Linked DNA regions of Mus musculus: region 1 is linked to region 2. Evidence: chromatin contacts called from public HiChIP or PLAC-seq data. All regions are on one chromosome and are shown on one strand. The core of a region is the stretch at or near the end of the contact, and the rest is flanking DNA. Distances in the headings are between cores, read along the strand shown.

Region 1 (3,298 bases), core at 500-2,999, 300 kb after region 2:
GGTGTGGCAGCCACAGGTCCCTTGACTGCCATCTCTTACTGACCTGCATCTAGCCTGCCTGCCTGTGTCTTCGCAGCCTCAGCTCCACACTCCTGCAGTATAAATGTGTGTCGCTGCTCCTGGCTCTCCCACCCCCGGCTTCTGGGAGTTGAACTCAGGTCTTTGTGACTTTGTGACAAGCACTTTTAAAGCTATCTTTTTGGCTTATTTGTATGTGTGTGTGTGCACGCGCGTACAGTTACATGCCATTACTTCTGGTTCATGTGGAAATCAATTCTCTCCTTCTACCGTATAAGTCCCAGGAGTTGAATTCAGTTCATCAAGCTTGGTGGTAAAGCACCTTTATACACCAAGCCATCTAACTGCATGCCCACCCCTGCCTAGGGAAGGCTGGATCTCACTATGTAGCTAGCCCAGGCTGGCCTTGAACTTGCAGCAGTCTTCCTGCCTCAGCCTCAGCTGGAATAGCAGGCATGCACTACACCAGGCTTGGGTTTTTGTTGTTGTTGTTTTTTTTTTTTTTTTTTTTTTTTTTTGTGAGCCCAAGTCCTCACATAATTTACGTTTCTTGTTTGTGAAATGGCATTCTAGAACATTCTCCATCTATCTATGGTTGGGGGTGGGGTGGACATTACCCCTCCCATCCCAGAGTCAAGGGCTGCTGAGAGCCGGGCTGGCAGCCCACCTGAGGCCCCTCACTTCCTGTTTCCCAGCTCAGGCAAGAGCTCCTGCTCTCTTTCTCTGGCTGCCAGAGCTTTTATTTTCATTGAGTGCTGCTTCTGGATGCTCAGAGAACTAACTAGAAATACAAGGGCCGTTTTGTCCTGTTTGGTACCTGCTCTTTCTGGTTTTTGGAGATTGACCTCAGGTACCCACTAGGGTGAATCTACCCTGGCCTCAGGTACCCTGAGGACATGGGGTGACCTGGATTGGCAAATGGGAAGCAGCGAGTACTGCAGAGTTGCTGGCCCAGAAAATTGGGTCACTGGGTCAGCACACAGATTACTGATTGATAGGGCAGCTGGGGACCATCATCCAGCTACTTTCTCTTAGGGCCCCTCCACGCTGGTCCCAAGCCACTCATTAGAGGCATGGGACAACCTGTGCCTCAGGGACACTTGTAACCCTCACCCCCACCTCCACAGTCGGCAGGGAAGGAGTGGAAGCTGGAGAGTGGTGGGGGCAGGAGGTGAGGAAGGCACAGGCTGTCTCAGTAGAGACAACAGTGCTCTTTCCCGGTCAGTCTCCTTCTGTTTGACTTTGTGCCTCTTCAGAGAATTCAGGGATAGGGCAGGGAGGCCCTGAAGATCTCCTGTGGTGGACGGGATTGGGGAGTGAGAACTGTGGTGGTCTCGGGGTCCCAGAGCTTGCGCACTTTACAATCAGTGTCCTGGCTCAGCAGAGTCTCCTCCAGACCAAAGGCAGTGACACACACACTGCAGTCACAGTCCCTGCCGGAGGCCCTGCCCTGCACACCTGCTTCAGTGTCTCTATGCTTCTTGGACCTTACTGCCTGGTAGGCAGCTGCACTTCGTTGAGAACTTTGGGAACACGAGTGTCATCCCCAGATTGGGGGAGGGGTGGTGAGCCGGGGTCTGATGGAAGCCTGACCCAGGAGCTGGTAGAGGTAGCTTCTAAAGGGCACCAGATGTGAGTGGCAGGGACATGAGGAAATGGTATCCCTTGGCGAGGGCTGCAGGCCAAGGCTGTCCGAGTGCTTATCCATTCACCAAGTGCCTGTTGAACACTCACTAAGGGGCACCGTGCCAGCAGAGCAGAGGACAGTCCTGGGGTATGGTGGTGCGGTGAGGCCAGGGCGGCAGCAGACCTTGCAGATCTGGAGACAGGACTGAGGTAAGCAGGGTGGGGTAGTGCTAGCCCAGGAAGGCTTCTTGGAAGGAGCGCCAGGGGGAGCCCAGGGAGCCGGTGAGCCTCCCAGGAGCCAGCGGCACTCCAGTCCCAGGCTGAGCCTCTGGCCTGAGCGTCATGGTGGTGCGAGGGGACAGGGGACAGAAGGAAGGGCTAGAGGAAGACTCAGAGACTAGAGCCTGTGGTGACCTCAGCTATGACGTGGTGACTTTGTGGCAGGGGCTCTGTGGCAGACTCTTGTGACAGACTGAGCTGAGGGCTTACAGCCACACAGAAGTCAGGCGGTGTGAGGGCTCCTGACTCAGAATGACAGGAGATTCCGGCACTCTGGAGCCTGCCTCTGAGCCAGCTTGCTTCTGCTGTGTTCTTGACCCAGCAGTGCACAGAAGGCACATGGTGCTGTGACTAAGACTTGACCTCGAGCTACCAATTCCTCATCTGTTAAATGGGGACAGTAGCATCCGGTTCTTTGGGTATTTATAAGAAGGGTCAGTGCCCACAGGGTTAGTAAGCCAGAGAGAGTGGAGCTAGCCCCAGGGTGGTAGAGAGTGAGAAAGCTCTGATTTGGGGCTTATGAAGGGGGACCTAGCATGCTGACTCCCCCAGCTATCTCCACCCCAGGCAGGGCAGGCCTTCTGTCACCAAGCACATAGCCTGCTTAGCCAGCATGGGAACTGAGCCACCAGGCAGAGCACCTGCGGTCCCTTAGCTCATCTCCCAGGCAGCAGCAACGGGGTGTCCTGAGAGGAAGCCCTTCCCTGCAGCCTCCTTCTGCTGTGTGGCAGTCCTCTAGAGGGTCATTGGGTTCAGCTCCTGCTTCTGCCTCTGCCTGCACAATTCCCGACCCCCCTCCCCCACCAGTGAGAGATGGGTGGGGCTTGCCACTCCCATATCTACCCCTCCCTTTCCTCCCTCCTATCCCCCAGGGTCTCTTCTTGGGAGGTGAGCCTGGGTCCTAGAGCTGGGACTGTGTGTACTGAACACTCACGAATGCATACGTGTGTGTGAGTGTGTGTGTGTGTGTGTGTGTGTGTGTGTGTGTGTGTGTGTGTGCGCGCGCGCACGCGGGCCCCAGAATCGGAACAGTCCAGGGATTTTGTTGCACATTGCTGGCCTCATGAATGCTCAGCCAGCAGAAACAGTGAAGGAACTGGACAGACAGGTGGAGGTGACACCTGGCTGCACTGTAAGGGCCACATGCAGGGAGGGGACAGCCCCTTCTAAGCATTTCCAAGCTCTTGTCCCTTTCTGTGTTTAAGACTGGGGTGAGGGCTGAGGCATTGGTCCTTAAGGGCTGTTTATGCCAAGCAGGGCTGAGTGAATGGACTGCCAGGGACAGGACAGTAGGGGAGTGGAGATGGAGCCCAGGCACCAGTGGCTTGGTCAGAAAGCACTTGAAATTAATGTGCTGTGTGCCCCTCACCCAGCT
Region 2 (3,451 bases), core at 844-3,343:
GTGCATCTTCATGCCTGTTTCAGGCCACAGTAGTTGAGCCTGTTACTGCGGATCCCACTCCTCCCTTAAACCAACTGTGGTTTTGAAGGAAGGGGACACAGTCTGGTTTGTGTCTCAGCTCAGTGTATCCTAGTGTGTTTTTGACAGTCAGTGCTCCTTTGGTCTGTGATCTGTACTGAGGTAGCTACTGGCTTCACTCATTAGAACAGGGTGGTGCTCGCACCCATGCCTGGCTGGGTTGTTTGGTTTTGTGCTGTTTGGGTGACATCTGGATTGGTTGGGAGTATTCAGAGGGCTAAGTTCCAAACTGAGTAAATGATGCGGCCCAGGTGGGCCAGCAGAGGTGGAACTGGCCCCTGGGTGACAGTATGGCCTTCACGTAGGCTTGCGTCTCCTCTAGGTGGTGTGCACCCGCTGTCTGTACGAGTAGTCTTCAGAAGCCTCTGGTTTGGTTATTTACTACACCATATGCCAGCTGTCTCTGACCTGGCTATGACTTCAGCCGTTAAAATCTCTCTCTCTGTCTTTTCAGCATGTGGAGAGGGCCGAACGTGAACTGTGTAGATAGCACCGGCTACACGCCACTACACCACGCTGCTTTGAATGGACACAGGTAAGTACCAGGGGCTCCTCCCTGCCCACCCTGCGGAGCCCAGCTCAGGAGTCTCCATCTCCTATGAGGCTGCCTAGGCGGGGCACTGCGCACAGAGAGAAGCAGACAGCACAGTGTGGGCAGAGGCCAGGTTTCTCTTCTGTGAACCATGATGCTCCATTTCTACCCCCAGCCCCAGAGAAGTCTTAGACAGAAGTGAATTTCACCTTCTCTCCTGGAGGCCCTTCCTGTGGAGGGCTCTAGCACACAAGCCATGCTGGGACTGTGATGGGCCCACTCAGGACAGCAGAGCACACAGACACTGGCACCTCACGGTGTCCACCCTGGTGAACCCAGGAGATGGAAGGCCTCTTAAGTCTGAGGAGGCCATCAGAACTTGAGTGGGAAGGTGGTGTGAGAGCTTCCTGGAGAAACTGGGCTCCGGGGAGCAGGGAGTCATCAGTGGACTGACGCCCGAGGCTCAGCGCAGCACAGGCAGAAGTCGTGGGGCACGAAGTGGGTTTGCCCAGATGCAGAAGAACAGAAACCAGGGGGACAGGAAAAATAGTGTGCAGAGTGGGAAGCAGAGTCCAAAGGGGAAGAGCTGCATGGGTGTGGCCTAGTAAGCCCGAGCCATGAACCCCTCATTTTACATTGTAATGAGCAAGGAATGGGCCCACCCCACCTTGCAGGATTCTGTTACTTGTCCAGTTTGTGGTCAAGCTGAAGGCCCACCATGCAGGGTCCACCGTGAGAGCTTGCTCCAGCGTTGACCTTTTCTCAATTTGGAGCATGAACACTGTGTCTTTTCTAAAACAACCCTAAAGGTAACATCCAGGGCCAGGATGATGGGTCAGCAGATAAAGCACTGGCTGCGTCCCAGGTGACCTGAGTTTGATCCCTCAGACCCACATGGTAGATGTAGAGAAATGGCTTCCAAAGATTATCTTCTGGCTTCTGCGTGTATGCACACAAAGAAAAAAAAATACATTGAGAACCCTCTCTAGTAGTCGGGAAAGTCTGAATTAATGAACCCTCAACTCTAAGTTTGTTAGCCAGGCTCCTCCCCAGGCCCTGTCTGTGTCCACGGGGCGGCTTTTCATTGGCTTGTGTGCCTGGGGATAATTACACGTGTGTGTCCGCCTCATTAGCAGTGTCGACTCTCTGTGTGTCTGACTCTCTGTGTGTCTGACGTCTGTGACATTGATTTTGCTCTGTCCTCTTTTAGCTCCCACATCCAAGGCATTGGAGTAGGTAGCGAAGGGACATCACCTGTCTGGTGTAACCGCCTTCATGTAAATTCTACCCCTGCATGCTAAATAAGTATCCCAAGGTGGGGAGTAATGCACAGTTCAGACAAGGGGTCCAGACATTTTCAAAGTTACAGGACATAGATGGATTATCAAGAAAGGGAGGTGAGTCACTGGTCACGGTGAGTCAGCCACCTAGCAGCCACATGCTAGCTGTGGGCATTAGAGGGAGAAGCCCGGGCAGTGACCTCAGAGGAGGCTAGCCATCGAGAGGCGGGGTCAGAAAGCAGTTTGCGGTACACACATGGGAAGACCCATGAGCTCATGGATGGCTTTTGCTTTCTAGGGATGTGGTCGAGGTCCTTCTGAGGAACGACGCGCTGACCAACGTTGCTGACTCGAAAGGCTGCTACCCGCTGCACTTGGCAGCGTGGAAAGGAGACGCCCAGATAGTACGTCTGCTCATCCAGCAAGGGCCCTCACACACCAGAGTCAACGAACAGGTCGGGAGAGTGAGAGTGTCCTCCCTGTGCACGCCCTGGCCTCATGCACTTAGGGTTCCTCTGCTCCCTAGACATGACCCTCCCTCCCTCATCAGGAGGAGTGGGGGGCCGTGTTCTGGAGGCTGCATCTTGTTTGTCTGTTTTTTGTTTTCAAGACAGAGTTTCTCTGTACAGCCCTGGCTGTCCTGGAACTTACTCTTAGACCAGGCTGGCCTTGAACCCAACAGATCCACCTGCCTCTGCCTCCCAAGTGCTGGGATTAAAGGCATGCGCCACCTTGTCCAGCAGGAGGATACATTTTTGTGCAGTTGACTCATGAAGATTTGTACTAAAATTTCATACACATGCATACACACACACAGACTCACAGTATAAAAGTTGATGCAAATCTTTTGAAATTATGTAGAGTGAGTTTTAAACAGGAGAGATTACATAATTATAATTTCTGCTTATGCCATCAACATGCAGTGAGCACAGCTTGCCAGCATTAGTCAGTGCTGTGTGAGCAATCCTGTTACTTTACAGACATCACAATGCGCAGAACTGAAAGAATTTGTCCTGATGCTGAAAAAAATCCTCCAGATGCAGGTCAGAGTGATCCAGTGGTATGGAGATCACTTCCTGTGTCCTCCAACACCACTCTGAGGGCAAGCATGTGCTAAAAAGGAGAGAAGAGAACCGCCCCAAACCTCACAAGGCCTCTGCAGTTGAGTGCTCTTGGATAGCCTCTCTGTTCCCTGGAGACATGTTCAGTGACAAAGTCTCCTAGGATGTCCATATCCGGCTTTGGCCCTGCTGCTTTGGCTGCACTAAGCTGCTCCTGAGTGAGTGCAGGGCTGTCCCCCTCAGGACACAGCCCCAGGGGGCTGTTCCTCTCTGTAGAGTAGATGAGGTTCATCCTCAGAACTTGGGACACCACCTGGCAAGTCTACTCACTAGCAAGGCCCACACAGGTTTCCACTGAGCTACCAGAGGGAAACCACCTGGGTCCCAGAGGCCTCCATTTGGAGACTGGGTGTAGGCAGTGGTCAGTCAGTCCTGTATTCCTGCACGGGTGGGCTTCCAGGTAGGTGAGCAGCAGGTGCTCAGACTGTCAGCGAGGATGC

What was found. HiChIP or PLAC-seq counts read pairs in DNA pulled down with a chosen protein or histone mark.
Region 1: a contact with region 2 is called in a FOXA1 HiChIP or PLAC-seq map of pancreatic cancer cells. The contact joins two enhancer-like sites. A contact is called at or near these places in 1 of 39 promoter capture datasets (pre-B cells) and 1 of 115 datasets of contacts at active chromatin or transcription factors (pancreatic cancer cells).

The regions. Positions count from the first base shown.
Region 1 is chr17:28,278,467-28,281,764 of GRCm38.p6, forward strand. The region is part of intron 2 of Ppard (peroxisome proliferator activator receptor delta); the gene reads left to right. Among named protein-coding and RNA genes, the nearest start is that of 1810013A23Rik, 8.4 kb to the left of the region's middle. Within about 2 kb of position 1,750, at least 96 of the 459 cell types and tissues checked have an H3K27ac peak or open chromatin away from gene starts, as enhancers often do. A contact at or near this core is called in pancreatic cancer cells, where this site is marked.
Region 2 is chr17:27,974,373-27,977,823 of GRCm38.p6, forward strand. It overlaps Anks1 (ankyrin repeat and SAM domain containing 1), which reads left to right. Exons shown (of 25, transcript NM_181413.4): 2 at 533-613; 3 at 2,189-2,345. Among named protein-coding and RNA genes, the nearest start is that of Gm35290, 31 kb to the right of the region's middle. Within about 2 kb of position 2,094, at least 44 of the 459 cell types and tissues checked have an H3K27ac peak or open chromatin away from gene starts, as enhancers often do. A contact at or near this core is called in pancreatic cancer cells, where this site is marked.